Regions from separate parts of the Gossypium hirsutum genome. Here regions 2 and 3 are each linked to region 1. The links are chromatin contacts, called in public Hi-C maps. All regions are on one chromosome and are shown on one strand. Each heading gives the region's core, a stretch centred on a gene start, on an enhancer-like site or on the middle of the called end of the contact. The rest is flanking DNA. Distances are from core to core; before and after follow the strand shown. Region 1 holds the start of LOC107948364 (CASP-like protein 5A1). Region 2 holds the start of LOC107933797. Region 3 holds the start of LOC107948320.

What was found. Hi-C and Micro-C count contacts between places; a contact is called where the count stands out from the background.
Region 2: a contact with region 1 is called in a Hi-C map of leaf, with 2.2 times the contacts expected there. The contact joins the promoter of LOC107933797 here to the promoter of LOC107948364 in region 1. A contact is called at or near these places in 2 of 34 Hi-C or Micro-C datasets (both in leaf).
Region 3: a Hi-C map of leaf shows a contact between it and region 1, with 3 times the contacts expected there. The contact joins the promoter of LOC107948320 here to the promoter of LOC107948364 in region 1. A contact is called at or near these places in 2 of 34 Hi-C or Micro-C datasets (both in leaf).

Annotation. Positions count from the first base shown.
Region 1 is chrA04:68,059,671-68,063,943 of Gossypium_hirsutum_v2.1, reverse strand. LOC107948364 (CASP-like protein 5A1) reads right to left here and starts at 2,665. Exons shown (of 2, transcript XR_001697344.2): 1 at 2,077-2,665; 2 at 671-1,097. It overlaps LOC107948362, which reads left to right. Exons shown (of 4, transcript XM_016882869.2): 4 at 157-597. The coding sequence ends at 234.
Region 2 is chrA04:68,670,954-68,675,630 of Gossypium_hirsutum_v2.1, reverse strand. LOC107933797 reads right to left here and starts at 2,735. Exons shown (of 2, transcript XM_016866080.2): 1 at 2,361-2,735; 2 at 1,446-2,231. The coding sequence starts at 2,732. The coding sequence ends at 1,716. It overlaps LOC107933786 (polyubiquitin), which reads right to left. Exons shown (of 1, transcript XM_016866070.2): 1 at 4,431-4,677. The coding sequence ends at 4,575.
Region 3 is chrA04:68,686,463-68,690,543 of Gossypium_hirsutum_v2.1, reverse strand. It overlaps LOC107948320, which reads right to left and starts at 1,256. Exons shown (of 2, transcript XR_001697331.2): 1 at 1,116-1,256; 2 at 1-850. It overlaps LOC107933779 (a long non-coding RNA gene), which reads left to right and starts at 72. Exons shown (of 2, transcript XR_001693706.2): 1 at 72-296; 2 at 552-756.

The sequences.
Region 1 (4,273 bases), core at 1,416-3,915:
TGAAAGTGAGACAGACTTCCTTATCACTAAGGAATCATTGAAAACTTTGTGAAACTGCAATCGATTTTGGTACAGTGCTTAAAAAATGGATTTGCCGAGCAAAATTAAGAATGCCTCAAATATGCCTTCTGTTATTAATATTTGCTATATTATCAGGAAAATGCTGTTTTACTCGAGCAAGTGGAAACGTTAAAAAATGAGCTTGTGGCAGAGAAACGGAGATGTCACACATAGTAGACAAACTTACAAAACTTCGCTCATATTTGGGTTGAGCACAACTTCACCTGACTCCTGTGCTTGCAACTAATTGGTTTGGCGTCTGCGGCTTCTCGAGTTATTCAAGTCTGGTGATGGAACTTTTTAAGTTGTTCTCTCCCTATGCATAATTTAGGCCTCGATTTTCATGTAATAGCCAATAGGTGTTTGAGGACTGGGAATTCTCTTTCCTTGGATGGTGGGTGGAGACTGGGATTAGTTTCTTACAGCTTGTTGATGCTCTATTACTAACTGTAACTACTTCCCATGCCTGCCGCCATTGAACTGATATGATAAAACTGATTGAATATTTTACATTGGAGTTGGAGCAGTACTCTGTTATCTTACTGTAGTTCATGAAATTTTATTTCAATTCAGATACTCAATTTCTTCAGACGAATTTGGTACAAAGGACTAAGCTTGAAGTTCAATAATCATTATCATTGAAAATCCATGATCAGTAGCCAACAAGTGTTAGGGATTGAGCGAATAGAGGGGTAGTAAGTAATTTATAATTTAAATACCCTGTTCCCTCAAAGATACAAGTATTGGAAGCCTAGCAAAAAATATATATACAGAGATGGTGTAATCAACAATACAGCAGATTGGAAAGTCTGCAAAAGGCTTACAGCAGAAGTGCAACACAATTATCAGTGGGAAGCCAATGACCATAAATTCAGCAGAAAGGATGGTGACATTGCAAACCAGCTGATGACGGCCATTGCTGTAGCTGTTTCAAACTTAGTGCAGTGATTCACACTACATTTATCAAGATCATTGTCAATCAAGACTGTTATGCCAGCTGATGCAGATGCAGCGGCAAATGTAAGTGTCGAAGTGATCTGCACCGAAACTGTCACCATTTTAATTCAACTACCAAATGAAGTAAATCTTACATCCCATTCAAAATAGCGAAACATCCCCACAGTCCACAGAGAGTGCAATGGCATCCTATAAATAATGTCATACTCCATTTCTAACACCTCTATTCACCAAAGCTTAGAATTTTCTTCCTTTTTTTTTTTTTTCCAAACTATCTGGAAAGTTCATTTGCAAAATCAGAATAACCAGCGATTAGTGAAATATACTACATCAGCAAGGTCTAAGTTAAAATTTTCAGGGGACTAGCAAATATGAGCCTATTTCTTTAACGATTTAAAGTATTACATTGGAGACAAACATTCGTAGGATAGTTTAACACACTATTAAAGAAAATATGGAACCACTTTAATGTAGCTTGTGAACAGATAAATGTTGTTTTCAATTCTGTACGCCCAAATAGTATGTTTCCCTATGCAACTTCGACCATGTCCAACGCATATTCGGCCATGGTATGAGGATATACCCTCCAAGAGTCCTCGAAAAAACTTCAATATTCAAAGTACCCGTACCCGTATCTGACACTCACTCGTCACTCCCCAGTAACATAGATCACTCGAGCCGAGCTCATCATATAACACTATATGCTCAGAACAGTTTAATTCAATTACAAAGGAAAAAAAAAAAAAAAGGCATCCCTTCATCAAAGTCTTGACATATCTCAAATGCATTTATTATATAAAATGTCGTATAAACATAGTAACCGTTTCCCCATATGTCAGGTTGAAAGATGCGAGAACTAAAGAAGAACTTGAAAGAAGCTTGTAGTTGATTTTAAAACTCAAACAAAAATTAGAAAAGTTTGGTGGATGGTGATGATCGAGACCAACAAATTGGATGTCATTTCAATAGCTAAAGTTTACAATCTATTGGGTGTTTGTATAAAGATTGAAACATAAATAAAAAATGAAAAGGAAATGAAATGAAAAAGGGGGTAATCACCAAAAAGCTGTGGCAGAGCGGAAGTCATTGGTGGTGGCCATGACAGAGACAGAAATGATGGAGAAAATGAACTGAGAAAGACGAAGAAAGAGGCCACCTTTAGTCCCAGGCATGCCTTGGATGTCCTTCATCCTTACTCTAGGACCGTGTACCGCCGCCTCCGTCATCGGTGGAGCCTCCACCGGGTGAACCGCCGGACGGCTCACGTTCATTGCTTCCCTTCCTCTTCATGGGAAAGTCAGGGATTTTTATAGAACTGAAAAAAAAAATCTAATATTTCATTAACTTTGCTTACAAAGTGAAGGGCGGAAAAGTCTGGGGTTGAGTTCCCTTCCCCCGTGTGTGCGGAGCTACTCAGCTCTCATTCACCCACTTTAGTTACAAAGTTTGAATCTGGGCCCTTAGTTTCATGAGAGAAGTGGGGTCTAATCTTAATCTACCATCAAAACGAAAGCACCATTGATTTGATCTCCTTAGAAAAAAGAAGGTCAAAATTCAAAGGGCATAAATGCTTTCTTTTTGGACCTGCAAATGGCAATGCAGATGGGGATTATAAATGCTTTTCTGCTGTACAATGCTTAACTTTATATCACTTTTTTTGAACAAATATTTACTCTTTACTTCTGCAACAGATATCGTTTTAGTTGTGGGTTTCAGTGTTTTGTTCTTGTTTTTTTATACATCATTAGTAACTCTTAACAAAAATAAATAAATAAAATTACAATTTCATTGTGATAGTTGTTTTCAACTTTTATATTTATTTTATCAAAATTACCATGATTTTATATAGACATTTTAGAAAAAATAAAATTTCAAAAATATTATTGCTGAAGAATTAATATGTTCAGAATTAAAAAAAAATTATCAATAGCAGATTAAAAACAAAATTAACAATAAGTAAAATTAACTATTTAATATTAATTCAAGTATTTTATTTTAATAGTTAACAATAATTTAAATTATTAAAAATTAATAAATTAACTTAAAAAAATTTTAATGCTATAAAGCCTTGAAATTTTAAATATATATAAAAAGAAAAAAGTAATCTTTTTATAAAAACTTGTTTCATTAATTTTTAATATTACATTAATTAACTTATTGTTGTTTTGTATTAAAATAAAATATTAAAAATATTTTTATTAAATCTTTTCTCAAATATTTTTAATTAGATTAAAATTGCATAGAAAAAATCATTAAAAAAATCAAACTTTAGTTATAAAATTCAATCAAACAAAATAAAGTGATAAGATTCAATATATAATTAAAGTTTTAGTTGATAAGTAGAATGAGAAATATTAATCATAAAAATTATAGAAATAAATTTCAATAATCACTAAAAGTAAAGTGAAAAATTTACACGTCAACCCATTAATATATGTTTAAAATTACAAGTATAATTACATCTGTAATTAAAAAAAATACATCTAAATAAATGTAATTAAAATTAGCCATTATAAAAAATGGAAAACTAGAATATATGCAAACTTATATAAAAATAAATCTATATAGAGTTTATATATGGTGGGGCTGAGATTCCATGTATGACACATAGGATCTTAAAATTTCAGGACCTCAACTTTCATTAAGCTAAGACATCATTAGTTGTAAGTTTATTTTTAAAAAATAACAATTCATGATAATTATATATTTTTTAATGAATAATTTATTATCAAGTAGATATTTATAAAAATCAAGATAAGTTTAATGTATTTTAGGATTTTAATAATCATTAAAAATAGAATTCTATATCATGTATACTTTTTATATCTATGAAGCATTGTAAATCATTTCCATTAATCAATAAAAATGCCTTTTTACTCTCTCTATTCTTTTAACCCACGAGCTATTATTATTTTATGTCAGGAAAATTATAAAAGTAATTTACGTCCAAGAAAAAAGCCACAAGATTTGAACCAAACACTCATTGGTACTTCAGATTTCCTTTAACCATTTAGGTATTTTATGATCTTTAAGCTTTTTATCAAGAAATTTATATAATTTTATTTGGTATGTTTTTTCTACTATTTCTTTTTTTTTATATAAAATTGTTCTTTAATCTTTCTTATGAAAGGAAAAAAAATATTTCAAGTTTTTCTTTTTTCTTTTTTTAAATTAAGGAGGTTTTGAGTTGTATTATACATTATATTTGAATAAAGAAAAGAATTGAAATTTAATTAAAATTGCAATGGAGTGTATT
Region 2 (4,677 bases), core at 1,486-3,985, 610 kb before region 1:
TCTGATGGTGATTAATATCTTCATTGTATTGTGCTTGTAGATTTTGATTTGTTCTGATATTTTGGTTGGATATGTAGAATTATCCATTAAAAAAATATTGAGGGTTAATTTTGTTTCGTTAACGAAAACCAACCAAATTAACCAAAATATTAAGTTGTTCTCTCTTTTCCTGCAATTTTGTAGTTAACGGATTTGGGTTTCACGTTACATTATTTTGTATGTTGTAGGTACATATTATGCACAGCCTTTTCAATGACTTCTGCATTAACAGATTGGAGTAGTGTACAAAAATCCTTTAGGCACTTGCAGACTATTCAAATCTATAATATTTTTTCCCCTCTGTTTGTAGGTTCATTGGCATCTTGTCCTGATGAGAGTGTAGTTTATGAAGCTTTAAACTTTGCATTGTCCTCTGAGGTATTAGAATTCCTAGTTCAAAACTTAGCAATTTGTCTTTTTATGAAAGACCAAATTTCCAATTTTCAATGTTGTTTAGGTTCGCAAACAAGATGATGTATTTGGACTTGCTGTATTTTATTTATATCTTTATATTTAATCTAATTTTTATTATTTATTTTAGTTTTGATTCTATTTTTTTTATTTTAATATTTAAGATAACTTGAGTTCTAACTTTTAGATTCTAATTGTGTTATTAATTTATTATTTTAAATTCTAAATTAAAATTCATCAATTTTTATATTTAGTTTTAAAGTTAAAATTTTCATAGAAAATTTAATTTAAACAGTAATTTTTTTTATTTATACTTAAAAATATATAGTTTGAAGTTCAAATTTCAAAAATAAAACATAATATAATATTTATCCTAAATAAATGTTTATTTAATTAAAATAATTTTTTTAAAGGTCATTTTTTTAACGGCGTTTTTGATAAAAGTGCCGCTAAAGGTCATACTTTTAGTGGCGTTTTAGGTAAAAGCGCCGCAAAAGGTCATGACCTTTAGCGGTGTTTGTGGGAAAGCGTTGCGAAAGGTCATGACCTTTAGCGACGTTTGTGGGAAAGCGGCGCTAAAGGTCATGACCTTTAGCGGTGTTTTTTTCACATAAACGTCACAAATTTTAGTGGCGTAATCTATATTGGCATTTTTTGCAGCGCTTATAAAAACGCCGCAAATTGTTTTAGCGGTGCTTATAAACCTAAAAAAATGCTGCTAAAAGTCTGTTAAATAAGATTTAAGAATGCCGGACAAATAATCATTATGAAAGAAAAAACCATTCCCCCCATGATTTGATATGTTAAACCTCACAGGAATACCATGGCCATATATGCATGGGCATGGACATTCTCAACATCAAATGCAGACAAAACTTGGGATAGAACAGTAGAAATGGAGCTAGCTCTTGGCGGATGTTAAAAGCCATGTTTCCTATTATTACTGTTTCTGATTCTTTCTCAACCCGGAACATGGTAGGACCATCATGATCATCTTCCTTTTTTGGTTTGCCTTATCTTTTCAGCAATTTGGATGACTCAATATAACAAAAGAAAAAGATCCTTTTTAAAGTTTTTTCCATTTATCCTAACCACTACTAGTAGTTAAAAATGGTGACAAAAAGAGCTTTTGGCTCATCTTTTATTTAGAGTACACTATCTTTTATGACTTTTTTATTACAAACTCCTCTTTTTACAGTTGCAGCTAGCTATAGACCTAGTTGTGTGGTAGATTTAGGTTCGAAGTTGGGATCTGCTCTCTTGTTTTATGAATCTTGTTGAACTACATATGCAACAGTTCTAGCCCAAAACTTGAGATGTTTCTTCATATCAGCAGCAGCAGAGACCCTTGGTACTCTTAGATTCAGCAAAGGAGAATCGGGTCTTTTAATCAGCCAAGCTTCTGATAAATATGGTCTTATAACACCTCTCTTCTCTTCTTGTTCAATATCATCGTCTTTAGATAGTTGGTCAGCATCAACATTGACTTCATTATGGATCCGTTTAGTTCTGGAAAATCCAAGTCTGAGCAAGCCGGGGATAACACTAATCATCCTGGCGTTCAAGTGCTCTTTTGTGAATACAAATCCAAGATCCATGAACCCTTTTACTTCTTCCAGTTCCAAGTCTTTCAAGCTCCTACAACTCGTGGATTTTTGCAGTTTGCATTGATGGTTAATCCTCTGATGTTTATGAGTCGATTGTGATGGAGAATGTGAACGACTAAGATTCCCTCTTCTTGATCTTTTCTTCAATTGTTTTTCCTCTTTTTTAGGATCATCCTAAGAATTTGATCACCATGAAAAACAACAGCAAAAATGAAACAAAAAATAAGAAACATATTTCAAGAGTGTTGAACTTGATGAGCATAGTTCTTTTTCATTCATTTTATTATTATTATTACTGTTTACCAGCGCTGGTATTTCTTGGTCTGCAACAGATGATAAAGAGAGGCTTGAAGATGATGAGCTTGTAGTGGTAGATTCTGAGAGGGGCTGCTTTGGTTCAAGGGGGAAATATGGTGAAAAGGGGTCTGGGAAAAGAATAATCTGTTGAAACCAGAGACGATCCATGGCTCCTACGAGACATAAAGAGAGGTTATTAGCCATTGAGAAAAAAGGGGGAGGGGGGAATACATGGAGGGAGAGAGGGTTATTTATCAGCATCAGTGTGGGGGTTGTATGGTGTTGAAAGAATAAGGAAAAGCATTGGAATATAGAAGTGGTGGAACCTTTGGGCAGTGGAAGATGTGGTGATGGCCATGGATTCATCCAACTCCACATCTTTTCGTAAGAGACCCATATACATGATATGGATACTATTTGTTGCAGTCATGTTGATTCTGTATGTCATAATAGTGGACCACCAAGGGGGACTCTAAACCAACCCAGGACAAGCAGGTGGTATCAACTCTCGTAATCGCCCATTGTCAAATATAATCTGCTTTCTAATTGAAGCTCCAATCAGGACAAATCATGGATAGTGAACCGAAATAATCCAGCAACTCATAACTCATGACTCACAAACGTCTCTTTAAACATTGCAATTAATATCCGCTTTATGTTAGCTTGAAGATTATATCTTCTGTACACACACAAATAATTAACGCAAATTATTTGAATATTAATTTAATATGTAATTTTATACATAAATTTTAATTTTGTATAATTTTATAAATGAAATTTTGATTTGGTTCAATTCTTATAAATTATTAATAATTATATTGATATAACATTATTTTATGTTTATATATTACATGCACAAATAATTATATTAATTCAATATAAAAATAAATTTATGAGTTTATTTTTTTAAATATGTTTTACTTAAATCAAAATTAAAATTTTGCGTATATATTTAAATTATAATTAAAATATCATATATAATTTTGGAATCTTTCTTTAATATTTTGATGTCATGAGCAAAAATCAATTAGGGCATTTGGTCTAGTAGTATGATTCTCGATTAGGGTGCGAGAGGTCCCGAGTTCAATTCTCGGAATGACCCTTTTTCTTTACGTTTTCCCAAGATTTTGGAATTTATGGCGGTTTAGATTAAGCAATTTCTACTGTAACTTGGAAGTTAGCCCAAAATGATCGTGAGCTTTAGACCTATGGCTTTTCATGGACTCATTAACTTTCCAAACTACTCTAAAAGTTAGTAGCTTTTTCTTTTTGCTTTCCATTTAATTTTCCTTGAAAATATAAAATGATAACTATTTATCAATATTTTTCATGATACCCATAAGTCAAGAAATTGGATTTTAAATCAATATGTTGGATAGGACTTACGATTTGAAATTGAGAAGAAGGGTTAATGGGTAGTCTCAGAAAAGAAAAACATGTATGTTCTTTGTGTCTAGAGTAGGAGTAGGCATTTCCAATGAAACAAAGTTGATATGGGTAGAAATATTAGCCTAAAATAGACACCACAAAAGTACTTTAGTCTTTCCATATTGAAACTTAATCAGCTGCATTGGCAACACAATAGAACTTCTCATTTCTCCAACTCCATCTGTACACATTATAAAAATTGTGTTTTGATTTTTCAGAGAACCTGCCTCTGTCTTTGTTGCAGAGCTTATGTACAGATATATGAAAATTTCATAACACACGTCTTGTTTTCCACAAAATAAAATCCAAGTCCTGAGTGTTCGAAGAACAAGAATAGTACTTGTTTTCAAGACCGAAGTTGATAAAACAAGTAGCAAATATGCTTAAGAGCTGCTTAAATATGAGATGATAAGTTCTACCTTTGTTTCTAAATCTTCATTGCTTTGATCCCTTTTTATGTCTTGCTTTGCAAGACATAAAAAACTATCAAGTAACATTTCATCTAATGCTGGCAGCCCAATCATGTGGTTCTTTGCTGTGTCAACACTGATTTTTTTTCTAATTTACAATACATTAAGCATCACAAATTACCCATTTCAACAGTGATCATTGCATTGAAAAGATTTGATTCAGCAATTAATTAGCAGATACGAAATCACCAAACTTTTATTCCAAACAGAAGGTTTACTTAGCTTAACATGTTACATTAAGAGATAAGAAAATAGGCACTTTCCTAAAGGCTTATTTGCGACCATCTTAAGCTAGAACAAAGACAAAAGAAGAATTAACTTCTCACTGCCCACCACGGAGACGAAGAACAAGGTGAAGGGTGGACTCTTTCTGAATGTTATAATCAGCTAAAGTCCTCCCATCCTCCAATTGCTTTCCAGCAAAG
Region 3 (4,081 bases), core at 7-2,506, 630 kb before region 1:
GCAGGACCACATCCTTTTTGTCATCGACAAGGCGTCCCCTTCCACCAGCACTTCTCGAATCCCTAAAAATATCCCCCAAACCACTGCCTGGAGATATTCAAGGGCCTCTACTACAAAACTCGTAGGTATATGACGATTCACTATTGTCTTTGAACCCACCACTTGATCCTCCTAGTTTCTGGTTACAATCTCCGTGCAAGATCTCCTGTCATTTCCTTTAAACGCTGCATCAAAATTTACTTTAAGGAAAGAAGCCTCTAGAAGCCTCCATCGTTCACACTTCACCCTTTTAACAGGTAATTTCCTTTGTACCCCATTAACCTCTCTAATATAAGCCTCGACTATATGAATTATGTCTTGAGATAATATGATCCTTCTGTCATGTATTAGCCTGTTTCTGGTTGACCAAATATACCATAGAGTACAAATCACTGCTCTGCATGTAGTAGTAGAGAAAGAGGAAACAATATAATTAAGCCAATCCTGTAAAGAACTATTTGCAATATTATCAGGCCATTCAAGATCTAACTTTCTCCATATTTCTGCTACAGACGGATAGTCGCTAAAGATATGCTCAGAAGTTTCGACATCTCTTGTACATTTTGGGCACATTGCTGAACTTCGTATCCTCCTATTGTACAAATTGTAATAGCTAGGGATGTAATTTTTAAAAATTATCTATGTTGTAATTTTTATTTTCTCTGGTAAATTGATCTACCAGAGTTTTTTTATAAAAAGTTTTATAAGTATCACTCCTATCAGCAGCCACAACACTTTGAATTAAGATCTTATAGCCACTTCTTTCTGAAAAATCATTTGACGGCTCCTCCCCCCACCCCATCATGTCCTCCTGCGGATTCCCAACAATAAGAATACATCGGACCCTTTCAGCAATTTCCTCACCCAAATGCACTGTGAGTTTATGCAGGTTTTTTACAAAAATAGTACCCAAAAAAATAAAAAAACCAAAATAATATATTCAAGAAACTATGTACCAAAATGGTACATCTAGGGAGGTCACGCCTCTGTCATGGGCGGCACCACTCTAGTTCTTTTGACAAAAAAAAAACACAAATCACACAAATCTGTTAAAAAAACAGGATTTGACAACTCACCTGAGAGCACCAGTCACGCTTAGGGTGGAGGCAGCCATGGAAGAAGAAGAAGAAGAAGAGGGCGTCAGGAAAGGAAAGAAAGAAAGAAAAAAGAAAGAAGAGAGAGGGAATGAAAGAGAAAAATAAGGGAATAAATAAATAAATAAGAAAGTTTAGGGTTTAGAGAAGAATAATTAAACCCGCGTTTTAATTGCTATAGTTATTATTTCTTTTCCTTTTCTGGTTTTTTACAAGAATAATTAAAGTGTTAAAAATATAATTTTTTTGTTATATAATTTAATTTATTATTATTATTATTATGTTGATTTCATTGGAATTTAATTTTTAATTTTATTTTTATAAGGTATTATTTGGTTAAAAAGAGTTATTAAGGTATGTTTGTATTTATTTTATATTTTTATTGATTTATAATTTATTTTTAATGTTTATTGAAGTAAAAAAATCTATTTATGTTATGTACAAAGAATGTTTTATTTTTATATAATTTATTTGTTATGTGTGTTTTAGGTTGATTAGATATATTTTTTATGTAATTTAAATTATTTGGCATGTTATAATTATTTGTTGTAATTAATCATTACAAATTGGTTACTTATCTTGTATAATTAACCTGCAAAATATTACACTGTACTAAATTATGAGTTAAAAATTTATATCAACTTTTAAAATAACATAAAAAAATTTATACCGACTTTTAAAATAACAATACATACAATTATACATATAATATTTCTATTGAATAAACAAAGAGAAAAATAAAAATAAATAGTACAAATTTATAAACTTAAATATTTACATATACAAATAATATAGAAATATAAAAAAAAGAGAGGGAAGGAAAGAGAAAAATAAACTTAAATGTTACAAAATAAGGAAAAATAAATAAATAGAAAGGAAAGTTTAGGGTTTAATATTACAAATTTATAAACTTAAATATTTACAGATAATAATATTTCTATATTATTTGTATATGTAAATATTTAAGTTTATAAATTTGTAATATTTGTATAATAATATTTCTTTATTATTTGTATATACAAATTAAATTTTATAACAAAAAAAGATTACCTTTTAAAAATTTTAATTATTCTTCCCTAAACCTTAAACTTTCCTTTCTATTTATTTATTTTCCTCAATTTTCTCTTTCCTTCCCTCTCTATTCTTTCTTTCCTTTCTTGCCGCCCTCTTCTTCTTCTTCTTCTTCTTCTTCTTTTTCTTTTTCTTCTTCTTCCATGGCAACAACACTGGTGCCGCCTATGGGGAAGGCGTGACCGGTGCTAGGTGAGTTGTCAAATCCTTTTTTTAACAGATTTGTGTGATTTGTGTTTTTTTTTTGTCAAAAGACCTAGGGTGGTGCCGCCCATGACAGAGGCGTGACCACCCCAGATGTACCATTTTGGTACATAGTTTCTTGAATAAATTATTTTGGTATTTTTTATTTTTTTGGGTACTATTTCTGTAAAAAAACCTGAGTTTACGCTCATCCTACTGTCTTTCCTGAGGATTAATCAACTCAGACACTAACCAAATTGATAAGTTCCCTCCACATGGTTGTATTTTTCTTTCAGGCAACCTCAGAATCTAAATTCTCCCAAATTCTGGTATTGTTCCCAGAACCCACTCGCCATCACCGAATCCCGTTTGAAGCATTCCCTTAGCAACACAAATGCTCTTCTAGGTATATGATGGCTAAGTGCCTAGATTTGCACTCATAAAACCAGTAGTTGAATAATACTTTCCTTTAAGCGATTGCGCTAAAAGTGAATTTAAACATTTAATCAAACGCCACCCTTTTTTTGCAAGTAACACAGTATTATATTTTGCCAAATTTTTGAAACCCAACCCCCTATCCTCCCTTAGCTTACACAACTTCAACTACTCACACCAATGAATGCCCTTTCTTCCCCCATGCTTTTGCCACCAAAATTTGCTTATAATTCGTTTTAGGTCCAAGCAAAACGATGTTGGTAACAAAAAGCATGACATTGCAAAGGTAGGAATGGTTTGCAAAACACTTTTAATAAAGATCTCATTATCCCCTGTGACAAAGGTTTAACACACCAACTCACAATATAGCTTCTTAATAGATCCTTCAAAACTTAGAAAGTCCATCTTTTATTCCGACTCATCATGTTTGGTAAACCCAAATACTACTTTGAATTAGTAGAGGAACGAACACCAAGACATCCATCAATATCTCCACTATTATGCTCTTTAACATTTGCACTAAAATAAAAAACAAATTTCTCAAAATTAACACATTGGTCCGACGCATTCTCATATTCAACCAAGATTTACTTCAAAATTATAGCTCCATTTTCTGTTGCCTTTCCAAAAAGGAAACATTCAACCAAGATTTACTTCAAAATTATAGCTTCATTTTCTGTTGCCTTTCCAAAAAGGAAACAATCATTTGCAAACAATAAATGTGAAAATTTCGAGTCCCTTCTACTAATTTTTGCTCCCCTAACCAACTTCTTCCAAATTGTCATTCTTAAAAGGGAAGACAATCCCTTACTACAAATCAAAAACAAGTAAGGGCTAAGGGGACCCCTCTACCTAAGCTCCATTCCAAGAGAAAATTCCCTTTTTAACTCGCAATTCAAAACCACAGAGTAAAACACTGTACTAATACAATGTACAATAAAATCCACCCATCTCCTTGAGAAACCCATTTTCAACATCACACTCTCTAGAAAATTCCACTCCACTCTATTATAAGCTTTACTCATATCCAATTTAAGAATGAAATGGCCTCCTTTACCCAACCTTTTCCGTTTATATATATTGAGAATTTCATAAGCAAGAAGAATATTATCCATAATTAGCCTTTCCGAAACAAAGGCACTCTACGTTTCATTTATATACACATTCAATACTTTTTGGAATATATTCACCACTATTTTTGAAATGATCTTATACCAGACGAAACATAAACTAATGAGACGGAATTGTTGCATACATGA